2 separate regions of the Rattus norvegicus genome follow, and region 1 is linked to region 2. The links are chromatin contacts, called in public Hi-C maps. All regions are on one chromosome and are shown on one strand. Each heading gives the region's core, a stretch centred on a gene start, on an enhancer-like site or on the middle of the called end of the contact. The rest is flanking DNA. Distances are from core to core; before and after follow the strand shown.

Evidence for each region. Hi-C and Micro-C count contacts between places; a contact is called where the count stands out from the background.
Region 1: a Hi-C map of liver shows a contact between it and region 2, with 2.2 times the contacts expected there. The contact joins the enhancer-like site here to the promoter of Swap70 in region 2. A contact is called at or near these places in 5 of 12 Hi-C or Micro-C datasets (frontal cortex, kidney, liver and 1 more).

The regions. Positions count from the first base shown.
Region 1 is chr1:173,738,772-173,745,109 of GRCr8, reverse strand. Swap70 (switching B-cell complex subunit SWAP70) reads right to left here. Exons shown (of 12, transcript NM_001106288.1): 4 at 380-607. Among named protein-coding and RNA genes, the nearest start is that of Swap70, 40 kb to the right of the region's middle. Within about 2 kb of position 4,034, at least 9 of the 93 cell types and tissues checked have an H3K27ac peak or open chromatin away from gene starts, as enhancers often do.
Region 2 is chr1:173,697,903-173,704,873 of GRCr8, reverse strand. It overlaps Swap70 (switching B-cell complex subunit SWAP70), which reads right to left and starts at 2,488. Exons shown (of 12, transcript NM_001106288.1): 1 at 2,333-2,488. The coding sequence starts at 2,431.

The DNA.
Region 1 (6,338 bases), core at 2,785-5,284, 39 kb before region 2:
TTAAGCCAGCTAGGGTGAGAGCCTGTCTCAAGACAGACAGACGTTCTATTTAGTAAGTATTTAGTTTCCTACATGTATATCAGACACTGTTGGGTGCTGAGGAAAAAATAGTCACTATAATAAATACAACTTTGCTATATGAATAGAGATGTAGCTCAGCTGTGAAGCACTTGGCTCAAATGCATAATACCTTGGTTTAATCCTCAATATCCCAGCAGGGTGGGGCAAATCCTGAAACTCTAATAACAGAGAAAACAGAAAACTTTATTTTTGTTGTAAATCATTTAAAGAGTGTAAGTGACTTATGGAGAGGGAAGGAAGCTATTTGGTTTCAAACATCAGATTCTAGAGACGAGGGAGAGTGTTATGGCCCTCTTACCTGTTTCAATACATCTAAAATAAGCTCATTGAAGACCTCATTAATGGCCATAGACACTGTCTGACGATCCATGCCCTTGCTAAACTGTCCATTTCCAATTAGTTCAATAAGTTCCCAGGCAGACAGGCCATCTTTATTGTCATCAAAGTTTATTTTGTAATGTTCAAATTGCTCTTGTTGCCAACCTCCTCCCATAGCTTCTGTAAGTTTCTTAAGTAGGTATTCGATCTGTATGGAAAAAAAAATTTAGTTATTTCCTTTTAAAATTTTTTGTTAGTTTTTTCTTTTTTTGAGGAAATTATGTCGGGTTTTAATAATTTCTCTGTATAGCCCTAGCTACAATGGAACTTGCTCTGCAGACCAGGCTAGCCTTGAACACAGAGATCCCCAGCCTCTGACTCCTAAGTACTGGGATTGAAGATATTCTCCACCATCACCTAGCTAATCATTTCTTATTTTTAACATAGGTATCCATTTGTATTATTCACCCTAGTGGGTTTAACTCAGAATGTATTCTTTTTTTTTTTTTTTTTTTTTGGTTCTTTTTTTCGGAGCTGGGGACCGAACCCAGGGCCTTGTGCTTCCTAGGTAAGCGCTCTACCACTGAGCTAAATCCCCAGCCCCCAGAATGTATTCTTTATGCTTCCAAAAAGCACTTGTTTTAAAAAGGAAAATCTGCCTTTGCTAGGGAAAGCTGTGCACATGAAACAGCAATGGCTGCTGTCTGCTGGTGTATTCTGAATCAAACTGGACAGCCCGCACTTGTACGAGTATGGAGCCAAGGGAAGCTGCAACACGCCACACACAAACAAATTACTGTCACCTCTTTTGGGGAAAATACTATACCAAGAACATCAATCTTTTCTTCCTCCTGTTTTGATTTGTCTGGTTATACTGACACAAGGTCTCATATAGTCCAGACTGGTCTCAAACTTACTATATGTGGCCAAGTATGACCTTGAACTGATTCTCCTGACCCCACCTCCCGTGTACTGAATTACTGATGCATACACAACTAGCACCCAGCTCTGCACGCGAATCTCACTAAACATTAGTGTTAAATCAAAGAAACATCTCAAGTGCACACATTATCCCCTAATTTACAGATTTGCTGTGTAAACCAGCTACTTCTTTCTGTTGTCTCCATCCACTAGAACACTGATGTTATAAATATGACTGGACTCCCAGTATGAATCAGAAAGGCTTACTAAATCCTGAAACAGCAGACATTATGTAGGAAAATATTGGAGGGTGGGGGGTGAGGCAGTATGCTGAATAAGTAGACGGCATTGCTTATGTTCAGCAACCCCCAGTGTGATAATTCTCAAACACTGCCATTCATCTCTGCCTTTCCAATGTCTCCCCTCTATCTGATACATCTCAAGAGCATGCTCAGAGTACACACTGATGGGTCTGACCATGACAATTTCATATGTGCACATCATCCGCTTTGCAAATATTTACCCCACCTCTTGTCCTCTGATCCCCTCCCCTCGCTGCTGACTTCAGCTGGTGTAAAACCATCCACAAAACCCCCCACCCGTATTCCATGTCCTTATCACTTACATCAAACCCACTCAGTAACAAAGTGCTCTGACAATATTCCTGAGATCAATGGTTTTTCACTATGAATTAAGCCAGCATTTTTGTGATGGAATGAAAACATTCTACTTCAATCACAACAGGGCCAGAGACAGTTTTATACGGTTTCTGTGTACGTGCATTTGTTTGTGCTGGGTCAAATTATAAAATGCTTATCTTCCTATAACATTGAAATGGAAAATAAATATTTAGTTGGGTGTCATGACATACTTAATCACAACACTTGGGAGACTAAAGCACAGCTCTTTCAGGCCAGCCAGGGCTACATAGTGAAACTCTGCTCAAAAAATTAAAAAACATAAAAAAGAAAAAGAAATAAATAATAATAAATAAATAAAAATAGAAACCCATAGGAGAGAGAAAGAAAGTACTGTTTCTCCGGATGGTTCACAAACGTGGTCCTCCTCCGTCTGAAAGCTTCCGGCCCCACACTTGGCATCTCTGTAGGTCATGCTGCGGTTTAACAAGACCCCAGGTGTCCTCACCAACCAACCCTACAGCAGGCACTGTATTCCCTGCCTCCTCTCCTTGTCACTGCATCAGTGTGCTGTGTTCCATGTTCTAATCCCCATTTGCTTTTCCACCCTTTTCTGAATTCTTCACAGGTGCCCCATCTATCTTTGAACTCCAGGAGCTCCTCGGGGGACCTCAAGTACAGCAGGACTCAGCTGACCCCTAAAACGAATGAGCTAAGATCCAACCTCCTCATCTGTGAAGTGAGGATAATAATACTCATCACATAGAGAGACAGAAAAAGACACAGAGAGAACAGTCAGCACAAAGCCGCCCAGCAGCCACACCATCGGTGTCGGTCGCTTCCCCTCTCCACACTGGGTGACACAGTATACAATCATTTAGAACTACACTTGAGAAAAGTTTACCAGGTATGAAAGCAAAGAATGCAAGCCCGTGGTTTCACCTGCCTAAACAGAAAATGCAGGTTTTCTGGCAAACATTTGTCAAAAACACAGAAAATACTTAGTTACAAATAAGACTTGGGGTTCATTTTTCTTTTTTATTCTTTGTCTCCCCATTAATGTGATTATAATGCTGTTTGTGAAATAATAAAGTGTAATGGGAAATGGAAAGCAATTCCATTTACGGGGCTGGGGATTTAGCTCAGTGGTAGAGCGCTTACCTAGGAAGCGCAAGGCCCTGGGTTCGGTCCCCAGCTCCGAAAAAAAGAACCAAAAAAAAAAAAAAAAAAAAAAGAAATTCCATTTACTAAGTACCACAAGTTCAAAACCATCACAAGTTTAGTGATAGACGCTCCTTTGGGATGAACATTAACAGAGGCCTTGAAAAAGTGTGAGCAGTGCAGGAAATGCTCTCTGTAGAAGAGAAGCACACTTAGGCCCTTCTCTGCCCTTGGTGAAGCGGTGTCACTTACTGCTGAGCCCCTCCTACTTTGAAGGGGGTGGAGGGCAGTAACAGATGATGGAAGAGGAGAAAAAGATAATGGGAAAGATGATTAACGTCAAGAGAGACTAAAAACAAAATAACGAGAGAGAGAGAGAGAGAGAGAGAGAGAGAGAGAGAGAGAGAGAGAGAACAAGCAGTAAGCATCAGCTGGTGGCAAGAGGATCAAATCTATCCCTGGCTAAATAGAGAATTCAAGACTGTGACTTAGCTCATCAAGGGAATACCATGAGGAAGCACACATTATGGCCATGTGTGCACAGGATGAAGGACTACAGTGGGTTTGACAGGATGCTGTAGCCATGACATCTGCACAAGTCAAGGAGACAGCCTTTGCTTACCCACCACAGTGAGGCCAAGCCACCACCTTCAAGCTCCAGGTGACCTTTTGTTTGCAACTCATATTCTCTATTCAATTCTCAAAGCAGCTTCCTGAGTTCTTCTGGAACCTTCTAAAATAGTACCTCTCAAGCCTGAGAGGCTGACTTTCAGCCCCTGCACCAACAAGACCTGGCTCCCAGCAACTGTGTCTTTCCTGTTGACTTGGGACACATTCATATACATTATAACCAAGGAGCAGAAGGACCTTTTGACCGTAGCACAAAGAGACACTTTCTCACTCTACTATCCAAGTAAGCTGAACAATGAGTCACGTGTGTGCCAAGCTTGCTTTACAGAAGAGCCCCAAGCAATTCTAAGGCTCGTTCAGCTCAGGAAGCAGCCTGCTTCCTCCTTCCAGGCAGATTTCACTAAAAATAACAAAGAAACTTCAAGCTGGATGTGATTTTTCTAGGTCTTTGGCTTGAATTTTTATTCTGTCAAAAGTTCTCTCTGTCATTAAAGGAGCAACCTACATTTTACCTCACTTAAGATCTCTTTAAAAGTATTTCAAGTTTGAGTTTTCACTGCTGAAAGGCAATTCTTCCAAGTAAGTGTGTGGCAGACACATCCTGTTTTGTTCTTGGTTCTAAGGGAAATGACACTAATAAAAACTACACTTTATGCTTTACAGGCATACGTTTCCAGGAACATCGCCAGAAGAAAATGTGGAACCAACTCAAAGGGGCGTTCTCTCTCTCTCTCTCTCTCTCTCTCTCTCTCTCTCTCTCTCTCTCTCCAAATGTGCCAATAGAAACACCTTGACTTTACCATGTGATTTAAATATTTATTTAACATTCTTTTTTTTTGGAGCTGGGGACCGAACCCAGGGCCTTGCGCTCGCTAGGCAAGCGCTCTACCGCTGAGCTAAATCCCCAACCCCTTATTTAACATTCTTAACAATCATTCTGGGTGATGGAAAACACAGTCAAACGAATACTGTAGATGCGTTATTCACACACTGCCACTGTTAAACAATATTGGCTGAAGTAGAGAAAAAAACCGACTCTTTGGGTACGATACATCATATCTATGATCTCAGCACTTGGGGTGGAAACAGAATAGCCACAAGTTTGAGGCCAGTCTCAAACCATGTCTCAAAAAACAAAACAAGTAACAACATCAAAAACTGTAAACTTAAAACACAAGTGAACATTATGATAGATGGATTACTAGAAATATAAAAATTACACAGGAGTGGTGGATCAGGAGCACACGTTTGACCCAGCACTCAGGAGGCAGAGAGGCAGGTGGATCTCTGGTGAATTCAAGGCCAGTCTTGTCTACATGGTAGGTTCCAGGCCAGCCAGGAAGAGCGATCCTGTCTCAAACAAACAAACAAGAAACAAACAAACAAACAAACAAGTGTGTGTGTGTGTGTGTGTGTGTGTGTACAAGACAAATACATCCTATTTAGACTCTATGTAATGACCAGTAAGCTTCTCATATGTACATGAGACTCTCTGAACTTGTAAGACTTTAAAATTCCCAACAGACAAGTAGAACCCACAAAGACATTGCATTTTAAATTTTATTTTTTAAAAATGTATGTTTTTATGTTACGTTTTCTAAAACTCTGCATTTCAAAAACAGTTCAAATATATAGTTTTTATGTTGTTAAGTATGTAGAAAGAAAACAACATTGACTAGGTCCACAACCTAGTGTGACCTTGAGGTGCAGTGCTTGGTCAAAGGGCAAGTGACTTGCTGGAGCTCAGTATGCCAAGGCAATGCTTAAACCTCAAGAGGCTGACTCAGGAACTGAAGCAATTCCACATTAATCTGCTCCAGTAACCCATTCTCTACCCCACAGAAATACTCCTGCTCACTGAAGGGTATAATTCTAACTCCATTTCTACCGCTGTCATGTAAACCAGGTAGGCCTCAACCTCCTGATCCTCCTGCCTCAACCTCCCCTGGTGCTGGAACTGCAGCACACGCTCCTGATTCTGAGAGGAATTCTCCATCTCACGAGGAGGCACTCAAGGATGCAAAGCACAGAGTGAGCCCACAGGAGACTCGACAAAGTCCGCTGCACCAGAGAGAGGTCGCTCTCCTCCCAACAGGACTTCATGTCTGAAGGAGACAGAATGTTCATGCCAGCCTGCAATGATGGAGTCCAGGCTGGGTTCTGGGCTGCAGCAAAGACAGCACCAGGCCTGTTAAGGCCCACGTGGGTCCTGTTGCTCCTCTGGGTTATCAAGAAGCTGACCAGAGTAGTGGCTCAGTGATAACAAAGCCCCCAATCAAGAAGGCACTTCCTATGTCTACAATAAAGTAAGCACTCATCCTTGCTGCTTAAGTGCAAATTCTGAAAGTAAGACAAAATGGCTTGCAAGTCCGCCATGGGTATTTTAGTAACAGAAAAAAAATCTAAAATGTCAAGGATAAGAGAGCCATCCACTTCTAGTTCCAACACACATATAAACTTGGAATTCTGAGTGTGGGCACAATATCTTCAAAGACCATATTGGAAGGCCGGGAATGGTGGCACGTACCTCTAGACTCAGCACTCAGGAAGACAGAGGCAGGCAGATCTCTCTGAGTTTGAGACCAGCCT
Region 2 (6,971 bases), core at 1,239-3,738:
TTTCCCTCAAAAAAAATTTTTTAGATTTATTTATTTACTTATTTTATGTATGTGAGTACATGGTCACTGTCTTCAGACACATCAGAAGAGGGCATCGGATCCCATTACAGATGGTTGTGAGCCACCATGTGGTTGCTGGGAATTGAATCAGGACCTCTGGAAGAGCAGTCAATGCTCTTAAGCACTGAGCCACCTCTCCAGCCTCCCTCAAATTTTTAATGGAGTACAATGAAAGTAAGAGAATGTTATGTCACCAATTTGAAGGGTCAGGAGAGGCTGATTAAAAAACACTGGCTTTAAAATGTGAAAAGCTTGTCAAGCTTGGTGTCACTCTTTAATCCCAGAACTAGGGAGGCAGAAGGAGGTGGATCTCTGTGAGCTCCAGGCCAGCCTGGTCTACATAGTGAGTTCCAGTATGGTCAGGGCTATAGAGAGAGATCCTGTCTCAAAATAGACAGGCAGACAGACAGATAGATAGATACAGACAGACAGAGATAGGCAGGCAAGCAGACAGACATATCTTGGTTCTAAACTAGATACTGTTTACACTGTAACTTGGGACAAATCACATCTCTGAAGCTTCAACTACTATATCAACAAAATTGAGCAGTACCCTGGGACACTCTGGAGGGAAGATGAGCTATTTTCTAAAGTTCTTTAAAAGTTAGAATTAAACAGATGATGATGATGTTTTTCAATGTTTGTAGAGTAATAAACATGGTAATTACAACATAAAGCAGCTTCCTGGCATAAGGTTTCTACATTCCCCTTAAAGTGGCAAAATAGTAATTCTAAGTACACAGAAAAAAAAAAATTAAGGAAGAAAGAAAACCGAAGCCAATCATAAAATGGCAACCTTAAATCTATCAATATCAATCATTACATTATATGTAAATGGCCTAAATACTCTAAGACACATCAGAATGGTTAAAAGAAAACCTGGCTCCACACTATCTAAAATGTATAATAAGTAAAAGTAAAAAAAAAAAGTCATACAGCTCTATTCAGATCACAAATCAAATAGAAATAACAAATCTTCAAGGGTGAATGGATAACTATGGCACACCTATAAGATGCAATTCCTATCGATAACAACACACACAAAACAGGTTAATTTCTAAGGCATTCATCTGAGTAAAGGAAGCGGGTTTCAGAAGATCCCGTTCATATCACACTAGAAGAAGGAAGACTAGAACAGATAGATCAGTGGTTACCACCTGTTGAAGATGGGGCAGTATGACAAAGCTCTGTGGGACGGAACTGATGAAACCCTAGTTAGTGATAGTGACTTCCTACGTGTGCTAAAACTCATTGAACTGTACACCAGAAAAACTATTATTAACTTTTAAAAATATTATTTTTAAATTATGAGCGTACGTGTGAAAATGTGTGTGCTGCTGTCCACAGACTTGAGAGGCATCCCCTGGAGATGGAATTATAGGCTACCCTATAGCTATGTGAGCTAACTCCACGTGGGTGCTGGGAACGGAATTCTGGACTTTTGGAAGAGCAGTCGCCCTTAACCACTGAGCAGCCATCTCTCCAAGACCTTATATATTACTTTTTTTTTTTTAAGTAAAAGTGTGTGGCTAATTTCCATCGGTCCTTCCAGACTATGATTTAATGAATAATATCAAAAGGAAAACAAGTGAGAACGCCAGATCCTGCTGGCATAAAAGTCACTACTGAAAAGAACTTCCTCATTTACTGCACAAAATATACAAAGCAAACCCAAACTTCGGAAATTTCTCCTCAGGAGAGGCTAAGAAAACCTAGTCATTCAGATCCAAAATGTGTATATTTTAAAAATGCCTGTTGAATGGCTCCTCTTGTCTGTTTCTATATTTCAGGCTTTTCAAGACGCTGCCAATTTCTCCTGGCTGAGTGCCACTTTGGGTTTTACTCAACTTACAAGTATCCCTTTATGCGTACCTCATACTATGGGGTCTCTGGGCAGCCCTTAAGGAGGACTCTACAAAAGCAATGGCCTTTGCAGGGAGCCCGCAAGACACGAGCCGCTTGGCACGCGCTCAGTAGCCCCAAGACCTGTGGACGCTGGCGGGGAGGCTCTGCTCAGTGTCCCGGAGACGAGGCTGAGGCTCCCGGGCCCCCATACATCCCGTCGCCGGGGGACGCTCTGCAGGTCCCGCGGTGCCTCTTGGAGCGCACCTCAGCCGTCGTGGGAGCCGCAGCAGCGCGCTCGCCCCCGCGCACCGCCCGGACGCCTGAAGGAAGAGTAAGGACCGCCGCCCCGCCGCATTCCCAACCAGCCCTCCCTGTGGACACTGCGGCGGGACCCGTGCCCTACGGGAAGCGCCGGCAGGGGGCTCACCTTGAGTTGCGACTTGGAGACCTTGCCGCTGCGGTCCAGGTCGAGCGCGGTGAAGGCGTGCCAGATGGCTTTGAGCAGTTCGTCTTTCAAGCCCCCCATGGCCGCGGCCGCGCTGCCCCAACAGACCCGATTCCCCGTCGGCCCTTCAGCTACTCTGCTTCCAGCAGGATCTCCACAGACGACGCTGCCCGCCGTGCGGTCACCTGACCGCTGCAGGCCCCGCCCTCCCGAGGACACGCCCCTCTGGTCCCGCCCCTCCGCCTTACCAGCCAGCCCCTGGAATACCCTCTGTCCACTACAGGTACGTGAACACTACCCTTGAGGGGGGTTTCCACATCAACTCAGACCATTTTCAAAGCTCGTATGTGCTCCCAAAGAAATGTCGACCAACCCGAGGAACGCGCAAGACTGGAGTGATCAGCCTCTGCGGCTTCTGCAGGAGTCTCGCAGCTATTAAAGGAGGTTGGTTCAGTCCTGGGATTGAGTCAAGGTCTCAAGAGGCCAGACGAGACCCCGAAAAATGCCCAGGCAGAACCTGGAATACTCCAAATCAGGAAGAATGAAGAAGGAGACAGAAACAAAAACAGAAATCTGAGAAAGTTGCTTCACGCACTTTACAAATATGTTGTGATGGCCTCTGGGGGCACAGCAACAAGATTTTTTTTAGGCATTTTTATTGGATATTTTCTTTATTTACATTTCAAATGTTATCCCGTTTCCTGGGTTTCCCTCCGGAAACCTCCTATACCATCCCCTCTCCCACTACTTCTATGAGGCTGCTCACCCACCCACCAACCCACTCCCTCCTGCTTCCCGACCCTGACTTTCCCCTACTTTAGGGCACAAGACCAAGGACCTCTCTTCGCATTGATGCCTGATAAAGCCATTCTCTGCTACATAAGAGCTTGGAGCCATGGGTCTGTCCATGTGTACTCTTTGGTTGGTGGATTAGTCCCTGAGAGCTCTGGGGGACTCTGGTTGGTTGACACTGTTGCTATTCTTATGGGGTTACAAACCCCTTCAGCTCCTTCAGTCCTTTCTCTAACTCCTCCAATGAGGACCCCATTCTCAGTTCAATGGTTGGCTGTGAGAATCCGCCTCTGTATTTGTCACACTCTGGCAGAGCCTCTCAGCATACAGCTATATCAGGCTCCTGTCAGCATACACCTTTTAGCATCAGCAGTATTGTCTGGGTTTCATGGCTGTATATGGATTGGCTGGATCCCCATGTGGGGATCTCATATAAATGTAATAATATAAATCGTTTTTTAAAAAAAAATGATGCTTGCAGCTAACCATCAGACTTCTAACTCCTCCATTGAACTCCCGTAAGAAGTCAAAGACTGGCTGATAAGACAGCTCAATAAAGGCTCTTGATGGGGTTGGGGATTTAGCTCAGTGGTAGAGCACTTGCCTAGCAACCGCAAGGCCCTGGGTTCGGTCCCCAGCTCCTTAAAAAAAAAAGAAAGGAAGGAAGGAAAAAAAAAAGATAAAGGCTCTTGATGCCAAGCGTAATGACTTTGAGTTCCATCTCCTGAACCCACATAGTGGAATGAGAACCGCAAGTCATCTTCTGACTTCACCGCATGCCCACACACCTACACTAAATAAACAGTGTGTAAAAAGAAGTCGATAAGTCCAGCAACATTTTCTTTCTAACCCCAGTCGCTGAGGGTCAGTTCACATCTTAGGAAGAGCTTCATGGAGGTGAGGTTGCTGTCGCTGGTGGATTGTGCTTGCGTGAACGGAAATCATGCAAATCACTCCATCCATTTTGCTAATGAGAATGGTTGACCCACTTAAAAGAACCCATCTCGACCGACTGAGAGAAGTGCCGGAATGACAATCTCACATCTTCTGTCTCTTACACTTGAACTCTCCTAGCTTCATATCCTCCACAGATGAAATGGGCATGGATACCAGATGTTCCAGAAGGCTCTTTTCCACTGCCTGGGGAAGTGACTATGACTGGGTAACTTGAATCTCATCACAATAGCACAATCCTTAGACACATGAAAGGGATAACTATCAAAAAAGTCAAAAGCTGGAGATTCTCAGATAAAAGCGTAGTTTATTTTCCCTCTTTACAGTTCCTTTGGGCTAAGGGTGTAGCTCAGTTGGTAAGAGAGCTTATCTAGCATGTACAAAGTCCTGAGTTTGTCCCTAGCACTACATGGTGCTAGACCAGGCATGATGGTGCATACCCGTAACCCAACACTTGAAATTTGGAGGTCCAGGGTCATCCTTAGCTACATATGGAGTTCAAAGACAGCCAGGACTAAATGAAACCCTGCCTGTAAATAAATTGATAAGTAAACTTCTTGATGTCCACACGTGTCTTATTTTAAAGGGGAAAGAAACAGATTTGGAAAGAGTCAAAAAAATTGAATCAATGAGGTTAAGGCCAAAGCGAATCTCATAGAGCTGAAGGTAGGAACGAAAAAGGACCATGATGTCACCTCTTCCTCACTTTGACAACCTTAAGGGTGCCGCCCCATTTCATTACCACTGGTCAGGATTATTCTTGCCCTCCCAGAATCCGGTGTCTATTGTTGATCTTCTTTAGCTCCAGACCAAGTCTTCAGTCAGCAAAAAACACAAGGTTTAACCTCTAATTTATTTATGCCAACTCAGCTTGCCCTAAGTAGTGACAAAAAAAAAGAAAGAAAGAAAAGAGAAGAGAAGAGAAGAAAAAAGAAAAACTAAATCAGGCATGGTAATATACACCTGTACTCAGTAAAGAGAGGTAGGGGATGGCTACATGTTTGAGGCCACTATGGTCTGCACACTGCATTCCAGAGCTATGGAGCAAAACTCTGCCTCGGGAGAGGAAGAAAGAGAAGGAGGAGAAGAAAGAGGAGGAGAGGAGGCAAGGGGAAGGAGAGGAGGAGGGAAAGGAGGAAAGAAATCCTAATTCTGAAAGTTCAGTTTAACCACTAGATGACACTTTGAGAATCCAGACACACTAAGCATATTTCTCTGGGCTATCCTGGACTTCCTAATGCCTACTTCTAAAATCCTCGTTCCTTTTTCTTTTAGGTTGGTTAGTTTATTTGCTAGTATTTCAAGTAAGAACCACCATGTCTTGTTCCTATTTTTTTATATCCAGCCCTGAGGATCATGCACCATCACTTATTCAGTGTCTTACTAATTTCTCAAGTCCATTCTAGTTAATTGGGAGCGAAACTATTAAAAGAAGATCAGTAGGCTCGAGTCATTTGGGGTCAGTTGGGAAGATGGCTGGTTGGACAGAACCTTGGTTTTCCTATTCACTTATCTATGAATAAATATGAAGTGTTACTTCCTTGCTTGTAAAATGGAATGGAATACTATTATTTATCTGGAGTACTATTAAATAGCATGATATTTAAATGATTAACATGATAAAATAGAATAACATGAGGCTCAAATGAAAAGCTAGCATGGGGGTTGGGGATTTAGCTCAGTGGTAGAGCGCTTGCCTAGGAAGCGCAAGGCCCTGGGTTCGGTTCCCAGCTCCGAAAAAAAGAACCCCCCCCCCAAAAAAAAAGAAAAGCTAGCATGGCACACACTATCACAGTAAGGCTCCTATAATGGATTTGTCCTATGGCAATTTAACCAAACTACAATTTAGTTCCCTAAAATTCCACCCACCCACCTTTTTTGACACAGTGTTTCACTGTGTGGCTTTAGCTGGGGTGAGGGGGACTTCCTATATGAACAAGGACCTGCCTGGTCTCCAGCTCATCACCCTTTTGCCTGCCTTTGCCCCTGCCTCTGGAGTGGTGAAATTAAAGTATACACCACCACCACACCTGAAACTTTTTTCTTTATATTTACATGTGCATGTGCTTTGTGTGTGCGGGTATCCAAGGAAGCCATAAGAGGGCATCATATCTCCCTGAAGCTGGAGCTACAGGAGGTTGTGAGCCATGTGAACCATGGTACTGGGAACCAAACTCAGATCATCTACAAGCCCAGTACACACTCTTAACCATCTGGCCAGGCCTCACGATGAACACATTTTAAGTTCTAGCACTCAGGAGACTGAAACAAGAAGATCATCAAATCAGGGATAACTTGAGCTGCATTGTGAGGTCAGGGCCTGTCTGAGCTGTATAGAAAGGATCTACCTCAAAAACATGGAGAGGGGTGCAGAAGTTAAGCCTGTCTCTTCCTCCCAGTCCTGTGCTCACTTAGACTCAGACTCAAAATATATTTACAAATATCTTGCCCCATCACTAGGCCCTTCTCTGATTAAAACCATAACTTACATTATCCCATTTATTTTAATCCACTTTCTGTCACATGGCTGTTTACCTGTGCTGAGGTACCAAGGCAATGTCTGGCTCTATCCCAGAATTCTTTCTACCTCCCAGATGTCTCTCCTTCTATTCTACCCTTTCCTACAGGACATAGGTTTTTTAATTGACAGGTGATGCATTCATACAATACACAATACAGTCTGTCTACAGGGGTGAAAGAAGAAAGTAAAGAAAAGAAAGAATAAAGCAGATATTAGTGTCATCCCCAAAATTCACATGCTGAAGTCCTAACCCCCAATCCTTCAGAATAAGATCACATTTGGAGATGGGGGTCTTTTTAGAGATAATTCTGATCCAATATGATTGGTATCATCATTAAAAAAGGCCAAATTTGG